Linked DNA regions of Drosophila melanogaster: all the other regions are linked to region 2. The links are chromatin contacts, called in public Hi-C maps. All regions are on one chromosome and are shown on one strand. The core of a region is the stretch at or near the end of the contact, and the rest is flanking DNA. Distances in the headings are between cores, read along the strand shown. Region 1 holds the start of CG5151. Region 2 holds the start of lncRNA:CR44526 (long non-coding RNA:CR44526). Region 3 holds the start of CG3764.

Region 1 (2,818 bases), core at 268-2,767, 7.5 Mb after region 2:
GCCACAAAAAATATTAAGGGTCTTAAAAGCATTCAAAACCGCTTTAAAACAAATGTTATACGTGCCACAATACTCTTTTTTCGTATTCCTGTCTTTTGGGGACGGAAATCATTGGCGAGGGGGTGTGATATCTGTCGTCTGGTTGGAAATAGTGAAAAATACCAGCGCTGATTTCAAAATTTATTGCATTTATGTGGACAGTGGACGGGTTTTGACTGGATTTCGTAGCTCTTCCTACGATTTTTTATTGTTTTTCGCTTTGTTTTTGCGCTGGTGTGTGAGTGTTGACAGGAAGTCGCCGGAATGCGATTTATAGAGAGCAGATTTTGGATGGAATATGAATAGCTTATAATTAGATAGCGCACACAGTGCGGCTATCGAATATTGGGCACACTTTTGCAGCTCCAAAGTTCAATTACGTTGTGCTTTTATGGCTAATCGGCTTAAAAAAAAGGTTTTTCCCAATAAAAAAGTGCTTCGCTCACCTTATATCGACGTGATACTCGCTCTTATTTCGATTTTTACTTGTGTATTGGCTTTAACTATTTTTTTTTTAGATTACAATTGATTTAGGAATTGCGCTATGTTGGAGGCATAAATTTCCTAATATTTGTTTTAACTTGACACTTTTTGTGACACTTTTTCGTCGAATTTATCTAAGCAACACTTATATACATGGTTTCAATTTCGATTTTAACTTAATTTTCTTTAATTTGTTTATTTGCTGTTATTTTTGTTGAATTTTTTGTTGATGTTATTTCTGCTTTCTGATGCTTGTTGTTATTTTTTCTGCGGCGATTAGGAATGCTTTTGAGTACAGGAACGCTGGCTATGTGTGTGTGTGTGTGAGTTGAATATGTTGGCTTTGTGTATTTATTTATTATTTGCTGCTGCTTATTTTGCTTCACTTTGTTTGGCTGCTGCTTGCTCAGTGTAAGAACTCTGGCTTGTTGTCATATTTTTTTGTTGGCGTTTCCTACTGCTTTTCTGGGTGTTTTCTGCTCGAGTTTAATTTATTTCCAGCGCGCACGGAACGAACTTAACCGAAAAGCACGCAAAGTTTCAATGAGCGTAAGCGGAAAAACACACGACTCCGACTCGATATTCCATTGCGATTTCGCACGTTTCACCTTCACCACAGAGCGAGAGCGGAACGGGTAGCAGCGGAACAAAGTTGCCTCTCTCTCAATCGCGCTCTCTCTCTCTCTCTTGGTTTTATTTTAATAATTATCGCAGGCGAAAAGCGCAAAACAATTGTTTTCCCTCATACACTAGCATCGAAAGTATGCCAACGCAACAACAACAATGGCGACAGCCATGACGTAACGCCGCCGTGTTGTTGCTAAACCTCCAGTTACTTATTTATTTATTTAGTTTCGAATCAATCACTTGGTTCCCAATAAACTAAGGCACAATCACAAGCACGACACACAAACATTATCCATTCTGCTGTTGTTGTTGTGGCCGATCGCTGGCATTTTTGTTGCTTTTTTGGCGGCGAACGAAAAAACACACACGTCCGCAGCGTCGGAGAGTTTTTGGCGCTTTGGTGCAAATACAAATACAAATCGGACTCGAACGAAACGATGACAACGAAACAAGTTTTTGGGGTGGCAGAGCGCGCAAGAGAGCGCAGAAGAGTGAAAAAGAGTAGGCGCAAAGAGAACGAGGTAATTGGAAGTTTCTAACAAAAATTAACCCAACTCTTTTGTTGTTCGATGCACAAATGTATTTTAGTATGATATGTTTTTATACCCGTTACTCGTACACTACCTCAAGCTGATTAACGGGTATGAGATAGTCGAGAAACTTGACCAGGGATTTCCCGTTTTTATAAAACCTTTTCTCTATATAAATATTACATTTATTTTCAGCTGACGATTAAATATTTGTATAATACATCATTTCATATTATTATAAATGCATCGTTTTAGTTTTTTATTAGTTTCCTTTTTATAATTTGAGAAAAATAACAATTATAAAAGCTTTATTCATTTTTATATAATTTTTTGTATTTATATTCAGTATCAATTAATTGTTTATTTTCGAATTCAGTGGTGCTAGCAACTGTTAAAACGGTTAACATTTTTAATTATTCAATTTGACATATATTCTTGAGTAGCTTCGTTTATGGGTTATAAATTATACCCTCTCATTTCGTCTCATATTATGCCCCACACAATTTGTATTCACTTTTTCATCTTACTCCACTTGCCAGGCTTTTATTTGCGTATAAATATTTATTTCGCTTTTTTTTGTTGTTGTTAAGCTAAATTTCGGTTAGCTCATTGTCACTCGATTTTTTTGCGGTTTTTCTGTTTGCCGACTTGAGCCGCCGTGCAAAGTCCAAGAAATTAAAGTGTCAGACGGGCGGTCGGGGTGGTGGAGCTGCGGGGGTAAGGGGCGCCGGCAACCGCACGTTAATTAAATTTATTTATGCAGCTTTATTTCGCCTTTATTTTATTTTTGTTTGGATTTATTTTTAATGATATGATTCACATGTGACATTCCTTTGATGATACGCGTTTCGACCTTTTTTTTGCGCTCCCATTACTGGGTGATAGTGGGGTATATCATTTGAATGCCCTATCACAAAGTAATAAATTTAAATTTAAACAATTTGACCCGTTTGCGATTTGTTGATTCAATTTTAATTAGTTGATGTGAGTGAAGTAATTACGCAGAAATCCCATAGGCCTATAATACCTAGAGGTAATGAATTTGTAATTTCAGTAATGGGTATCGTAAAGTTTGTATGCTCTATTGCATAACGGTATTCGATATTTGATTGATAGAATATTGGTTTGCATATTTTATA
Region 2 (2,700 bases), core at 112-2,611:
GGAGTAACTAAGCACTATATTTTTAGCACAAAGTCATGAAAAGGCCTACATTTTATCTATTCACTTGACCATGAGGCATTTCCTTTATTAGTTTTACAATTGCTCAGCAAACCATCAATTACACATTTCCCTTGATAAGCCCATTAAGTGTTTCCGCAAAACTAAAAATGCTCCATATAAGGTCATCGCATTAGCGATAGTAATTGATAGGCTAGTATCGTGGTAAGATTTTAATTTTAGCACTCACATTCAACCTGGAACGTGGAATATGGTGCTATGGGTGTTATGGGGATATAGCAAGGTATCACCATCCGGAAATGAGTCGAGCCCCAAAAAAAGGAAATTCTTTATAGTTTAACGCGATTAGATTTGCGACCGTTAGACTGTAAGGGATATCGGATGGGGTGGGTGTACCATTGCCCAGACGAATCATGCTGATTGCATGCATCGTACGATCTCTGTACGCTGATTCCAGCTCGAGTTCCGGCAGCCAGCTGCTGACGTCAAAGTCTTTAATCGAAAGTCGAAACGATGTGACCCACATACAAACATTGAAAGCACAAGTGTTGGCCTAGCCCTTAGTTGCTGACTAAAGTCGGCCCGGGCAGCCAGATAAGGCCAGACCATCCGACCGCGGATCCCATGCACCGCACCACGTACTCCTTGACGGGGTGTAAGAAATACACTGAGCAAATTTAGAATGAGCTTTACGCTTATCATAGTGATATATGATTGAGACAGGTCTTCTAATATAGTTTTTCCAGCAATGAGTAATAAGAAACGCAAAGAAGGGAGTTCCCCCTTTTATATATTGTGAGTCGGTTCGTTTTATGTAAATAAATTTCTTATAATAAATGCTATTTTTTTTAATCTCAAACAGGTTTTACAATATCTTTAACCAAGTAAATAATAATATATTTTAAATCAATATAATTGATTTACATTTATTAAGACCGTAGATTCTTATTATTTACTTGTCTATACCCAGTACTTTAAAAACTTTGAATATATACTGTAAACTTATTGATTGTATATTTACTTATTTTCAACACATGGTAAAATGTATTTTCGTATCTTAAAGCAAGAACCTAACAGTTTTTTTCAGTGCACAGTTCGAAGGCGTCTACGTGCGCTGCAATGCGAAGCACGAGCCCCGTCGTTAATTTCACCATTAGCCTCCTCGCACAGTGAACACTCTGATAAGACGCCGGCATGCCGTGCCACACATGCACACACATAAATATATAAAGTAATATATGACTGATTGTCTGCCGAGGCCCAAGACGTCGGTCGTCGTAAACAGCTTATCAGCCGGGCAATGTGGTTACCCGTCGAAAGCGCTGGAACGGCAACCAGATCGGGAACCTGTCACAGACAGCTGCCGAGTCTCCGGCTGGCACATGCAATCACCCGGCGGAGCAAAGTGCGAAGACCGACGTCATCGTGGAACGCTGACGCAACGACCTTGCCAAGCGGCCCACCTCCCGACGCTCCCACCGGCCACCCACCTTAAAGTCCAACGGGCTGTGAGTCACCAGTCGCCATTGATTTCCATTAGATTTCGATTCGATGACTGGCACTCATGCGGATCACAGATTACAGGATGTCGGACGACTTAGTTGGATTTCTGGGAATCTCGAAATCCCACTGAGCAATGCTATGATATTGACTTCGATTGCATTGCGGAACTGACTTGGATTACGATTGGATTACAACACGGAACTTTATGATAATATTTTCCAAAAGCCTTTGGTCCAGATTATTAATGATATCATGTAACTAAATAATCATTGAATATTTCCCCTAGCAAGAACTTACATATATATAATAATTATAAGTCCGACGACTTTAAGTGATTTGTTTTTGATGGATTTGAAAGATACAAAATTAAAACATCGCTCAACTTGCAATACTAAGCCACACAAGCTGAGAGTCCACCGATCGATCATTAGTTCTTCTTGGCCATTAGAAAATCCCTTCTTTATATAACACGATCATCCGATACGATCCGTTGCCTCTTTCATCAGCTTTTTGGCCAGACATGCCCTGGGGTCTCGAATCTACACAGACACCTCATACATTCAAAATCGATATTTTTTAGATGCTGCTCTTTCGAGTCGAGCTTAGTGTTTTTTATTTTTTTTTTTTTTTTTGGTTTTTGCTGGCTTTGTCTTTGGCGCCGTCTAGCTCAAAAATGTCTAAAACTGTCATTAATTAGAATTTGCAGCGTGTCGAGTCTGTGCCATCCGTCGTCGCTTGTCTGGCCGTTTGGCATTAAAATGTTAACCACCAAGGGGCCAAAAAGGGGGACCAGACCGCATCGCGAACGTTTCTGGAATTCCCCCGCCGCAAAAAAAGAAAGCAAGCCACAAGAAAAATTAGCCAACAAGCGTGTGTTTGCCAAAGCCAAGGCAAAAACAACACAAAAAAAAAGAAATAAGAGTTAAAAATAATCATAAATAAAGGTAGGAAAATAAAGCAAATATCGCCTGAGACAAAAACCAGTCGGAGATGCCGTTGGAGACGCCAAATGGTGGCTACGCTCGACAGGGGAGGGTGGGGGGATAGGGGGCCACAGACGGGCCCCACTCTAAGCCACTCTAAGCCAACTGAGCAACTGAGCCACTGAGCCACTGAACCGCCGAGCAACAACTCTGAGCCACTTTGAGCCACACGCGCCGCGCTTTTGTCATAAGCCTG
Region 3 (2,700 bases), core at 9-2,508, 8.3 Mb after region 2:
CCCCCTTTGTTGTGCGCGCATTTTATCGATACACTAATACCGGGTGTTAGGCAGTTTTGTTGTTAAAAAGATAAACACTTACCTTAGATAATTTCGCGAAGTTTGTTTTGTAGCTTTTGCGGACGACGAACTATTGCCAGCAGAGGCCGTGGCAGCGACGCCGGCAGAGGCGTGAGCTGTACGTGCCGGCAATGTTGTTGTAGTAGCTGATGTTGCTGTTCCTGTAGTTGCTGTTGTTGTTTGGCTATTAATTAGCGCTGCTGCTGCTGCGGACGCTGCGGTCAGCGTGGGCGCTGCCGCTAAATTCGCTGGTGTTGTTGGTGTTGCCGACGGAAAGAAGAGTTTATTCAATAGGGCCATAATAAGACACGATGTCCGCAATCTGTTAATAAACACATCTGGCCAATCGAAATCTCAGAATCGAAGATCGAATATTGAATTTATTTCTGATTTTGTGTGGAAATGGAAATAAAACACAGACACGCACGCACACAAACAAGGGCGCACTTTTCGCTTTCCTTGGAATGAGTGGTTGTTGCTGTTGTTGTTGGCGAAAGAGACGTCTACCGTTACACGCGCGCCTGCCAGAGCGAGATGGCGGATGCTGCACAATCAAAACCAAAACTTTCGCTTTGCACTTTTCTTTCTTGCACTGCTTCTGATCTATCTGATCTCTTCCTGTACACAAACACACACATACGCACTTGCAGTGGAATTTATTTGATTGAGCAAAAATAATATATGGCTATTTTTGTGTTATTTTCGCGAATCGGCTGCGGAAGCGACACAGGTTCTTTACCGTTCCACATCGAAATGAGAACCGAATATCGCTGGCGTCCGCTTTAAAAAGTTTGCAAGAGACGCGTCGCAGTCGTTAAATGTGTGTGAGTGAAAGAGAGGGAGAGCGGCAGCAGCGTTTAAAGAGCACCATCTGTGTTTGTTTGTTTGAGTGTGTGTAAATGGTTTTCTGTCGTTGCTACCAATGCGAGCTTCTTTTGGCCAATACACACTTTTTTGTTGTCATTTATCATTGACTTCCCACTTCCTGCCCACCTATTTCACCGTCTTTCTCTCGGTTCTCAGATCAAAGTCAAGTCACTTATTTTAATTGAACACTTTGCGGCTTTGTTTGCTCTCGCTCGAGGTGTTACACTCCGCTTTTTGGCCTGGCCCAAAGGTTAGTCTTTGGTCTTAACGCTTCGCGCTGACTGTTTGGCCTTTATTTACAATCACAAACACAAACAACACAAGAGCATTTTGCAACGCGAAGTTAGCTGCAGCTGCGCGCCAGTGTGTGCACGCCAAGTGGCAGAAGTATGAAGGCAGTTTTAGGGGATACTTTAAGTGTTGCCCCACCATTTGTCGTGCATTTAACGGAAATTCGAAAATTCTTGTTCTTGTGGTTCGTCAAAAGAAAAAAATGTTATTTCTGAAAACATATTTTAAAAAAACCTATCAGATGATGTTTACAATTCATATATTGTAGTGTCTACAGTTGTACTTTCTACAATTTTGAAAACCTTGCACCTCGAATTTAAACAAAATTTAATTTAAAAAAATTCTGGACGAATTTTTATTTAATTTTAAATTGTTGAACTTTATTTTTGTTGGCTTACATAAACATACTTCAAAATTTTTTAGGCCCACATGCGAAGGAATTGTGGGAAAATGGTTTCGACATGAATAGAATTCACCCTTTTTATAAATTCATACGATCTGGTTAGCGTGTGCTGTCCATCCTCATTCTCATCCTCTATATCCTCCATATCTCATTATTAGCTGTGTTTTACTTAACTTTAACTGGAACCGAGCGAAATTAGAAAAACATTCAAATCTTAAACATTAGCGCTAAATATTCGTTCGCCTAGGAATTCCGTTATTGAAAGGTTTTAAGAGATTTTGATCAAATAGAACATACATATACATATTAACCATATATAAATGTGGCGACTTTGAGTCGCCCTGGAGAAGCTTACGATAGTTACTTTCTCATCTTTTGTTTCTGTGTTTTCTTATGTTTTTAGGATCGTTAAACTGGTTGCTTGCATGCGTGCGTGTTTATGAATATAGTGTGTTTTCGTGTGAAAGTGTGTGAATAAGTCATGATTTTTCTGTATCCCTGTGCGAGAGCTACTGCATCCTCCTAGTCCTTGCAGGTGGACGTGTCCATTGGACTGGCTGGCTGGATAAAGGCCGTGGCCGCCGAGCTGGGCGGATTGGTTGGCGTAAACGCCGACAGTGAGGAGTTGCTGCTGCTGTTAACAAGATTGCCGCTGGACGAGTTGTTCAGGCTGATGTTCATCAAATTGGACGACGACGACGAAGCGCTGGAGTGGCTAGTGAGCTGGGCCAGCAGACCTCCACCTCCACCGCCGGCCAAGAAGGTGGCACTGCCGCCAGCCGAATTTGACGAGCCAAGGCTTAGGCGTTCGCCTCCCAGATTCGAGAGAAAGCCGCCAGCGGCATTCCCAGCTGATACGGACGCGGACGATGAGGAGCTGCCGGTTCCCAAAATGCCCAGCAGTGGGTTGGTTGAGGTCAGCACGTTCGGTGCGGAAGTGTTCAGGCCCAGCATGGGCGTTGGCAGTGCTGGCTTTATGAAGCGTTCGCTGGCACGACGATTCTGAAACGAAGAATTTTTAATTTTACAAATCTGGAAAGCAACATTTCACAATATCGTACTCACCACTAGCTGGCCGC

Evidence for each region. A called contact is a pair of places that touch in the nucleus more often than the background predicts.
Region 1: a Hi-C map of the Kc167 cell line shows a contact between it and region 2, with 2.6 times the contacts expected there. A contact is called at or near these places in 2 of 107 Hi-C or Micro-C datasets (the Kc167 cell line and the S2 cell line).
Region 3: a Hi-C map of the S2 cell line shows a contact between it and region 2, with 6 times the contacts expected there. A contact is called at or near these places in 3 of 107 Hi-C or Micro-C datasets (the Kc167 cell line and the S2 cell line).

Annotation. Positions count from the first base shown.
Region 1 is chr3L:16,163,184-16,166,001 of dm6, forward strand. It overlaps CG5151, which reads right to left and starts at 1,518. Exons shown (of 5, transcript NM_001259861.2): 1 at 486-1,518.
Region 2 is chr3L:8,691,342-8,694,041 of dm6, forward strand. It overlaps lncRNA:CR44526 (long non-coding RNA:CR44526), which reads left to right and starts at 1,362. Exons shown (of 1, transcript NR_124833.1): 1 at 1,362-1,850.
Region 3 is chr3L:17,011,307-17,014,006 of dm6, forward strand. It overlaps CG3764, which reads right to left and starts at 1,259. Exons shown (of 7, transcript NM_001275048.1): 1 at 83-1,259. The coding sequence starts at 360. CG6664 reads right to left here. Exons shown (of 5, transcript NM_168710.3): 4 at 2,687-2,700; 5 at 1,580-2,623. The coding sequence ends at 2,144.